Linked DNA regions of Siniperca chuatsi: region 2 is linked to region 1. Evidence: chromatin contacts called from public Hi-C data. All regions are on one chromosome and are shown on one strand. The core of a region is the stretch at or near the end of the contact, and the rest is flanking DNA. Distances in the headings are between cores, read along the strand shown.

What was found. A called contact is a pair of places that touch in the nucleus more often than the background predicts.
Region 2: a Hi-C map of skeletal muscle shows a contact between it and region 1, with 3 times the contacts expected there. The contact joins the promoter of traf3ip2a here to the promoter of slc16a10 in region 1. A contact is called at or near these places in 2 of 3 Hi-C or Micro-C datasets (liver and skeletal muscle).

What each region holds. Positions count from the first base shown.
Region 1 is chrLG16:2,213,893-2,219,079 of ASM2008510v1, forward strand. It overlaps slc16a10 (monocarboxylate transporter 10), which reads left to right and starts at 2,317. Exons shown (of 6, transcript XM_044169776.1): 1 at 2,317-2,847. The coding sequence starts at 2,508.
Region 2 is chrLG16:2,375,702-2,380,475 of ASM2008510v1, forward strand. traf3ip2a (E3 ubiquitin ligase TRAF3IP2) reads right to left here and starts at 2,711. Exons shown (of 11, transcript XR_006374850.1): 1 at 2,575-2,711; 2 at 2,046-2,092; 3 at 1,448-1,951; 4 at 144-291; 5 at 1-22. It overlaps LOC122862805 (probable G-protein coupled receptor 139), which reads right to left. Exons shown (of 4, transcript XM_044168500.1): 4 at 2,983-4,774. The coding sequence ends at 3,933.

The sequences.
Region 1 (5,187 bases), core at 1,067-3,566:
GGAGTAGATTAGTGCTATTTTTAAAATAAAGTTATTGCACTTGGCTGAAGTTATTGTACTTGGCCCCAAACACCTCCGAGACACATTATCTAAAGATATAGTTGCTCTAGATGGCATTGCCCTGGCCTCCAGCAGCACCGTAAGGAACTTCGCCATTATCTTTGATCAAGATTTATCCTTTAACTCCCACATGAAACAAACTTCAAGGACTGCCGCCTTTCACCTACACAACGTTGCAAAAATCAGGCACATCCTGTCTCAAAATAATGCCGGAACTAGTGCATGCATTTGTTACTTCTAGGTTGGACTATTGTAATTCCTTATTATCAGGCTGCCCGAATAAGTCCCTTAAGACTCTCCAGTTGATCCAGAATGCTGCGGCACGTGTACTGACAAGAACTAGGAAAAGAGATCATATTTCTCCAATATTAGCTTCTCTGCACTGGCTCCCTGTAAAATCCAGAATGGAATTTAAAATCCTTCTCCTCACCTACAAAGCTCTAAATGGTCAGGCACCATCGTATCTTAAAGATCTCATACTACCTTATTATCCCACTAGAACCCTGCGCTCCCAGGATGCAGGGTTACTTGTGGTTCCTAGAGTCTCCAAAAGTAGAATGGGAGCCAGGGCATTCAGCTGTTAAGCTCCTCTCCTGTGGAATCAGGTCCCAGTTTGGGTTCAGGAGGCAGACACCATCTCCAGATTTAAGAGTAGGCTTAAGACTTTCCTCTTTGATAAAGCTTATAGTTAGGGCTGGCTCAGGTGAGTCCTGAACCATCCCTTAGTTCCCATGAAGCACCTCTTTCCTTCTCTCCCTCTCCATCTGTATGCATTTTTATCCCATTACTGCATGTTACTAACTCAACATCTCCTCTATCCTGTAGTTCTGTTCTTTCTCGACTCTCTCCTCTCTCCTTCTGTCGCTTTCAGCAGGTATTTCTGCCTCCAGAGCTGCAGAGTCTGGATCTGTGGTTGTGGGCCACCTGCTCCCCCGTGTTCCTGCTGGACAACTGCTACTACAGTTGTTGTTATTAGCTCTGTTGCTAATACTGACATTATTATTCCTATAGTCATTCCTATTATAATTAATGTATTAATATTAATATCACCACTACCATTACAATATAACTATTTTAAAATTCTAGGTGGTATTTGCATTGTGCTTCCCCCACACCCCTCTTCTCTCTCTCTCTCTCTCTCTCTCTCTAAACCTCTCTCTCTCTTTCTCTCGCTCTCTAAACCTTACACGGCAGATGGCCGCCCACCCTGAGTCTGGTTCTGCTCGAGGTTTCTGCCTGTAAAAAGGAAGTTTTTCCTTGCCACTGTCACCTCGTGCTTGCTCATGGTGGGATTTGTTGGGTCTCTGTAAATAACATTATCTTTAAGCTCTTGTGGTGTCACTAACACCACAAGAGCTTGCTGTTTGACAATAAATCAATCAACACAGAACACAAGGTATCCTCAATAGGCGACCTATTAGTTTATTGCATACCAGCAGAAAATTGCAAACATCACTTACAGGATTATACAAACTCTGTAATGTAATATCTTTTAATTATGAGTTAAATCCAATTTACAATTTATCTGACGCCATACCAGCTCACTGTCTGGGTGGCCAGGTGTTCTACATTCACAACAGAAATCCCTTGATCTATTTGTTCTGTCTCTTAGTTAGGACTATTTACCAAACTATTAAAAAGCAAGTTATGTATCCTTAGATTGTTTTAATAACTGCAACAACAACAACTGGGATTAAATTACTGATATTACAGTTTTGTTTGATTAATTAGTAAAACATAATTTTACAAAATTATTTCCCCTATAACAATGGCATGTGGCAAACTGTCTAGTAACCTATGAAAGTGATTATATGAAATAAAGTGGGGGTCTATCAAGGGGAATAATATGGGGCCTTTTGTGAAACTACACTTTTGTTATTTTTCTTTTTTGTGTTATGATCTCCAACCACAGTTCACTCACATTTTACCCACTTTGTCTTTAATTTTCTGCTCACTGCACAAATCCCTCTACGTCTGTCCATCTGCTTGTCTGGCAGTTTGGCTATTTTTAGCAGCTGGAAAGGGGAAGTGAGACCTTTCATAACAGCAGTTAGGGAGCTGCCGAAGGAGGAAAACATTAAGCTGTATATGTAACTTTGTTTTTTATTACTAGTCGTGCAAAACGTATGTACTAAAGCAATATGTTGTCTGCATTTCAATACTTGGTCGTCACGGGTCAATGACAGTGCCCAATCAGCTGTAGGATTCCCGGAGCCCCGCCCCTTCGCACTGTCTATTTATAATATTGCAAGAGCAGCAATTGACAGTTACTGTAGGAACAGATGCTGCGTTACCAGCACCGCTTCAACTACAGCTCCACCTTAATGGATGCGACTTTACCCTAACCCGAAAGCCGTCATTGCTCAGATACAACGTGTGTTCATTTTTCTTAAACTTAAAAAAACTGCCGTTTCTTTGCTCTTTAATATAACCCTGACATAAAAACAATGACAGAAGGGAACAATATGCCAGAAGATGATACAGCGGGTAAGGATGAGGTGCCCGTCGGTGTGCCCGTCGGTGTGCCCGCAGAGGAGAAGCGGCCGGAAGAGGAGAAGACGGAGAACGGGGACTGGAAAGTGGCCGTGTCGGGGCAAACCGCGACTCCGGGAGCAGAGGAGGTCGAGTTTGTGCACCCCGAGGGCGGCTGGGGGTGGATTGTCATGCTGGCTGCTATGTGGTGTAACGGCTCGGTGTTCGGGATCCAGAACGCCTTTGGTATACTCTTCCTCTCCCTCCTCCGGGAGTTCGGCTCCGAGGACGATGAAGACCTCCGCTTCAGGACAGGTGAGTGAGGTTGAGGGGTGACGATACAGACCTGAATTTCAGGTGACGCAGGAGAAGAGGTTGTACGTTTAAATTTACCGTAAATGGCCTTAAATTTAGCACGTCATGTAATTATTTTAAATTCAGTTATGGAGCTACCTTGAGTGTGTACACAAATATTGTTTTGGAAGAGAGGCCATTTAACGTGTCCAGAGCACGCGGTTATAACTGTAAACTGTCTCCTCTGAAGGTCTCCGGTGAGACTCACTGAATTAAAGTTAACGTAAACGTTCATTTTGTCTTGCTCATGGACACAACGTTAGTAAAGAGAAACCGACCTCTCCACTCTCATGCTAATGCTATCCAGTTCTATGAATAAAATCAATTTTGTTGCCATGTTTTATGCCTTTTCACAACAGAATAGGTAAAATGCGTTTGCCATTTAGCCAACTGTACATACTGTAAGTTAGCTAACGTCAGCTAGCAAGTAATACGATATGTCGTTTCCTGGTGAGAGGGGAAAATGCATGACAGAAATGGAACTCAAGAAAAAGCTGTGGTTCAGTGACACGGCTGTGGGGATGTAAGAGGTAGAGCCTAATGCTTCTTGACGGCCAGGTAATGCCGTGGTACTAAATGTGGTGGCAATATATTTTCTGTGGGTGTGTAGTGGTTTCTGTCAGAAACCGAGCGATCCTTTGTGAAAGTTGCTAGCAGTTTGTAGGTGCAGCATGGTTTTAAGTGACTGTCTGGAAACATGCTGAGACACGAGAGACATTTGGTGTGGCGCTCAAATTATGAATCAGCCAATGTTGCACGGAAACTCCTAAAAAATAACTCTCCTTCTCATTGAGTAAATCAGCCCTACTGTCACTGTGAAGTTCTAACTATTTTAGAAGGCACCAAAAAACGCAAAACTTATTTTGCTATGTACCTTTATTTTAGTTTATTTATGTCAGGCTTCGTCATATTCAGTTTTTTTAAATTCATTGTTATTTTATCAGTTATTTAACAGACATTATGTTATACCTCTTGTGGTGCATAAATAACAATAAGTGGTGTGTAGGATGTTAAGAGGTTTTGACAGTGTATACCCTATCTTTGTGTCAGATTTATTGGCAACACATGGGCAGTGAATATAAATGATGGAAGAATTTCCAGGTTTCTCTGTAAAGAGAAAAGCTTGTTTAAGTGGTTACTGCAGGTAGCAGATTGGGGGGTCAGAGTCAAGAAAAAGGTCACACAGAGAAAATCCTTCTCCCTCTTGTGGGTGTGTGAGAGATAGAGGTGGCCATGAATAATGACCCTGTGTGGGTCTCCTGTCATTGTAACCACCCTTTGTTGGTGCTGCTGTTTGACAGATGAGTATGTAGAAGTAAACCTGTAAGGAAACCGCTTTTTTGGTTGTCTAGATGCTAAATGCTGCTTTTACATGATGCAAGGGGTCAATGTGGGAGGTGGTAAGTGGACAGATTCTACTTTTTCCACTGCGATCATATGGACATCTGCATTTTGTTCATGTTGTTCTACTCTCCTGCATGTCTGCCTTTAAAAGCAAAAATCACTGACATGAAGCAGATGTTCCCACTAAAACAACCGAGAAGTTGCCCATTCATTCCCTTGAGTTATGGTGGCCTGTAATTGGCACAAGTAATAAAGGCACATTTCTACAGAAATGTGTAATAAAGAGGTAATGTTTCAGAATGCAAATAACCAGGGATACTGCCATTGTGTCATTTCATTCCCACTGTCACTGAAATAAAACTGTCACTGAACATTGTCATTGAAAAATGCATGTGTTTTATTTTTCAGTGGAACTTTTTTCAACTATTTTTGCAACTATTTTATTATTGCTGCTGTGATAGCTCTGTCTGACATGGATATACTCTCTGCAACTCAAACACACCACCCACCGCCCTCCCCCAATGACCAAAGGTCCTTGGCACGCTGTCTTGAAGAGTGATGCCTTCCCCCAAGTGAGGCTTAGACAACTGGACGATGGGAATGTGGGGAGGAGGTAATGACAGTTGGATTCAAGGCTCGCTTATGCAACGTCTAACAAAGGTTTCACTTCTTTTTCTGTTTTCACAAGTGATATCAAGGCACCGGACACAGCTTTGCATGCTAAAGCTCTTGAACAAGACATAATTTAATACTGAGGGCATTTATCTGACTATTTCTTATGCCACTTATCCCTTTAATAGGGATGTTTTAATCCTATAAACCTAGAATGATCATAGTGATCATAGTGGTTTTACTATGGAAATGAACACACTGCCCATTTGGTTTCAAATTCAGCATGTTATGTAATCATTTAGGTCTCTCCAAACCTTTGAACCTTGTTCCTTTGAAATTGATTTG
Region 2 (4,774 bases), core at 1,461-3,960, 160 kb after region 1:
CAGCCTATTATGGGGGGGAGTCCTGTGGAGGGAAATGATCAGGAACAATCTGAGATTTAAGTATGATATCTGTGAAGTATCATATGAATCAGTGTTAAAAATATCAGATCATAATGACAAACAGGACAGGAATTATCTCATACCATGACTGTTGGTGATGCTGAGGCTGCCGGTGTGGATCTGCTGGGTAATCGTGCTTAAAATGACAAAATTTATTATTGTGAAGGGGCAGATTTGTTGGAGGGCAGCACGCACAATGTCTGAGACAACTCCCCGGCATTGGATTGGGGCCTGCAGAGAGACACGGAGGAGCAGACATAAATTTCTAGTTTGGACAGTTTCCAATTCAGCAGTAATGAGGTCATGCAGACTCAACGGAAACACAACGAGCACCGGCCAAACGATACCTCACAGGGCTGGGGAGGCAACCTTTAAAACTGAATCTATCACAGATATCGCGATCGCTGGATCTGTGAAGAATCAAATGAAATGTTCCAATTATGGCATGTAGTTGTATTGTTTGTCCTACTTTTGCAACGCAGTAATTTGAACAGCTGATTTAGGTTTCCGAAGACCGATATTTGTAGAGTGATGTTGCCTGCAGCCAATATTGTTTAATGTATACCAGTTTTTTCTTTTTGTTGAATAGTTGGGTCACACTGCATTAACACTAGGCTAGGCAGTGTATTTCAGAAGCATTTTTGTAATATTTGAATATTTGAAATTCTCTTTACATCCTGACAGCAATCAATAAATCAAATGCTCGGGAAAAAAAATCCAGTATCTGTGGCTGTTGCAGGCCTGTCATTTCATTTGGGCCAAATGAAATGGATGGGCTGTCTGCCTGTCTGCCTGCCTACCTGCGCGCACTCTGCCTGTCTGCCTGTCTGCCTGTCTGCCTGCCTACCTGCACGCACTCTGCCTGTCTGCCTGCGTGCACTCTGCCTGTGCACTCAGTGCGCATGAAAATGTGTTTTGGGGGAGTGGTTTTGGAGGGGGCCTGAAGGGAGGGGGTGGGATTTTTTGGTTGGATACTTTCCATATCTAGCTGTCTCTTGCCAGTTTCTCCTGCGTCACCTGCCCTAGCTTTAATAAGTGTCTTGCCCTAAAATCAATCATTTTGCATGGGTCTCCATGGAGGGTGTTAGTGTCCCATGACAATAATTTGTGTCATTACATATGTCAAACACATGTTTTTCTAATTTGGGTGAACTGACCCTTTAAACATTGTAATCATCATCTACTGATAAATTAATAAATCTTGTGGTCAGAAAAATCATTTATCTGCTAATGTGTTTCAGAGTAACAATAAAAATAAAAGAGTCTGAAATCTTTCAGTAACAGACTGTTAAATGTAAGAACATATACATATTCCCCAATGCTGACAGTAACACCAGACACCCGTAATGTTTCGTGTTTCTAATGATAATGCAGCAGTGACACTGACCGGGCATACGTTCTGCAGGGTATCGTTCTGGGACGTAGTGGGTACAGTTACTGTTAGACATGAGCGAGAGAGGGTGCTCCAAGCTTTCTGCCTCCTCCACAGAGCGGTCCTGGGGATAGTTCGAAGGGCCTGCAAGGCCTCTACTGTGGTTAACCCGGGGGGCCCAATCAAACAGCGGTGCCTGCTCTCTGAGATCATGAGCCCAAGCACCTGCAGAGAGGGGGGGTTTCATCTGTCCTGACTGTGTAGGGGGGGTGAGGTGAGGTTGGGGGGCAGCATGACAGGCTCCTCTGGGTTCATGCTGATACTGGCTCTCAGGGAGTCTCCACTGGCCGACATTGTGTGCTGCCCCCCTAGCTTGTTCATAGCCATGTTCCTGCGGCCTTTTGCTGGTCTCTGTATGTCCACTACACTGTTTGCAAGAGGGAGGCCAGGCCAAGTGCAGACTGGAGGATGTCATGCTCTCATCCATCTCAACAGGAACACTCTGATGAGGGCAAGGTCCTGACAACAAGAGTCAACAGAAAAACAGGTTTGTACTTCATTTGGCTAGACCGATTCATGACTGCTGCAAGTCTGACAGGGTTTTGTTTCCTACCTTTAAAAGAGTCCATTTTCTCACCAAGGAAAAGTGTCTGTTAACCTCTGGTGAAGTGAAAACAAAACCATTGTTAAAGGAATTTAATAGAGCACAACAACTTAAAGAGACACATACACTACAGTACCTTATATAAGCACAACTGGCAAGAAAACTACGTTTGAAACTAGTTTGTAGATTCAAAGTGCACTTTTAACAACAAAGGCAACTATCACTGTCACTAATGAAAATACACATTTTACAAAGTAAATAGCAGATAAAGTACTAGAATGAACACGACAAAGGAGTATTTACACATTCTTAGTTCTTCCTCACTGAATAGGTGTGAAACACTGCATGTACCTTTAAAGGTGGGTTGAATGTAACATGAACGCTGCAAACTAGTACAAAGGTCAAAATCACTGATCTAAAGTATGCCTTCTTAAATGACAGATAAAAACTATCTCCGAAGTTTCCAATATGTTTTCCCCTATAAATTCACATACAGAGAATAAAGCAGAACTTGACTGTACCGCACTCCCACACCTACCTTTTCTTCGACCTGCTTATCCCTCAGCCACAGCACAAACCTGTTCTGAGGCAAACAGGAAGGAGAGGAAATATTCCCACTATGCAAAGCAGGGAAGTCTCATGACCCATTTATGCAAATAATGCAGGGCATTAAGACTGAAACTGCCAGGTTATTTCTTTGGCAAGGTAGGCATTCTGTGGCCAGTCAGATTGAACTGTTTCTTTGATTTGAAAGGTGGCAGGTCTCATTTTCATCCACTCTTGGAAAAGAGAACCTGTGAATCCTCAAGTAATAAATTAACATTAATCAAAAAGAACACAATTGACATGTACATACACAACATATCATTTGCAGCATTGCTCATATGTATTCAAATTTCATTTGGAACAAATCACTTCACTATTGAATATCATAGCAGTTTTGATCAGTCAAACATTTTTAAGGCTAGAAAGAAGGTCCACTTGCTCTCCTTTCACAACTACACATGACCTGAATGACTCAGGGCTTGATCACATCCATTGTTACAATAGTCCATCCACAGTCATTAGTTTATTTCATATGTTTTACCTGTGTTGTATGATCAAGTCACGCTAGCAGCAGTGTGAGGATGACGTTAGGCACAGTGGTGCTTTGAGCTAAATGCAAATGATATAATGCTAACATGCTGATGTTTAGCAGGTATAATGTTTACCATGTTCGCCATCTTAGTTTAGTGTGTCAGCATGTTAACATTTGCTAATCAACTCTAAAGTAAGTACAGCTGAGGCTGATGGGAATGTAATTAGTTCTGCAGGTCTTTGATCATAAACTAAAGTACTGGATTCATAAAAATTTTGATCTGAAGGTGGCACTAGAGGAAGAGTGAAGGGATCACTAAAGTTATTACAATTCATCCTCTGGGGAACATGTATGTCAGTACCAAATTTCATGGCAATCCATCCAATAGTTATTGAAATATTTCACTCAAAACCATGTGCCAACTTTATGGTGGTGCTGGAGGAAAAGTCAGGGGATCACCAAAGTCATTAAAATACATCGACTGGGAACCATGCATGTCTGTACCAAAATTTTTGCCAATTTGTCAAGTACATGTTTAGATATTTTACTGGATAATTGACAATGTTGATGCTGGACACTGCAGCTGGAACACCAAAGTCATTAGGATTCATCCTCTGAGGACCATGAATGTCAGTACAAAATTGAATGGAAATACATCAAAAAGTAGTTGAGATATTTCAGTCTGGACCAAAGTGGTGGACTGACCAGCCTTGCCATCCATAGAGCCACGCAACTAGGTGGCTAAAAAGACAAACACAAAAAAGTTAAACGATAATTATTTTTAAAGTCTGATCATTGTCCATTCTTCCAGATTCTTTCTACGCTGTCTGTTTGAGATTGGTAAGCACCACAGTCACAGGGTTGCTGGATGGCGAGGCCTTATGATCTACAACTGAGAAGACTTTCATGGTGGTGTGAGTGAGGACAGAGGCCAGCTCACGTGCCTTCACGTTACAAGTCACCACTTGGACCAGCTCCCGTCGGAAGCGCCGGCTGACCATGCAGTAGAGCAGGAAGTTAGTGGTGGAGTTGAGGTTCTGCAGCATGTTGGCCAAGTCTCCGGCCACGTTGATGGGGATGCTGTAGTCGTTCCTGTTGAAGTTCTCGTTGTTGTACTTGGTCCTCAGGATGCAGTATGTGACAAAGCGGGGCAGGCTGAGCATGACGAAGGCCACGGAAACGGTGCCCAGAAGCAGGATGGTCCTCCTCAACATGCCCCTGGTGCTCCTCCCGTGCATGACGCGACGCTCCTCCTTGGTGAAGAGGTTGCTGGCGCGGCACAGATGGTACCCGATGAGGTAGTTGAAGATGATGACCAACACAATGGGGATTCCACCTGAGAGGAAGGTGGTTATCCACACTATAACAGTAGAGTAGGCCTCATTGCGGTAACAACACCTAGGCAGCGTCACATTCTCTCCGTCCACAGTAATGTTGACAGGTGTGACGATGTTGATCCAGCCCAGGGGCACAGAGACAAGATGTGACACCAGGACGACAGCCACACAGGTCAATTTAGTGACCCAGGCCTGGGAGAAGTGCTGCTTGGCCGTTGTGCTGCGGAGGACGAGGTAGCGCTCGATGGTGAACACCACCACCATCCAGGAGGAGCTGTACAGCGATCCATACTGCAGGAATCCCAGGATGCCACACCAGGGGT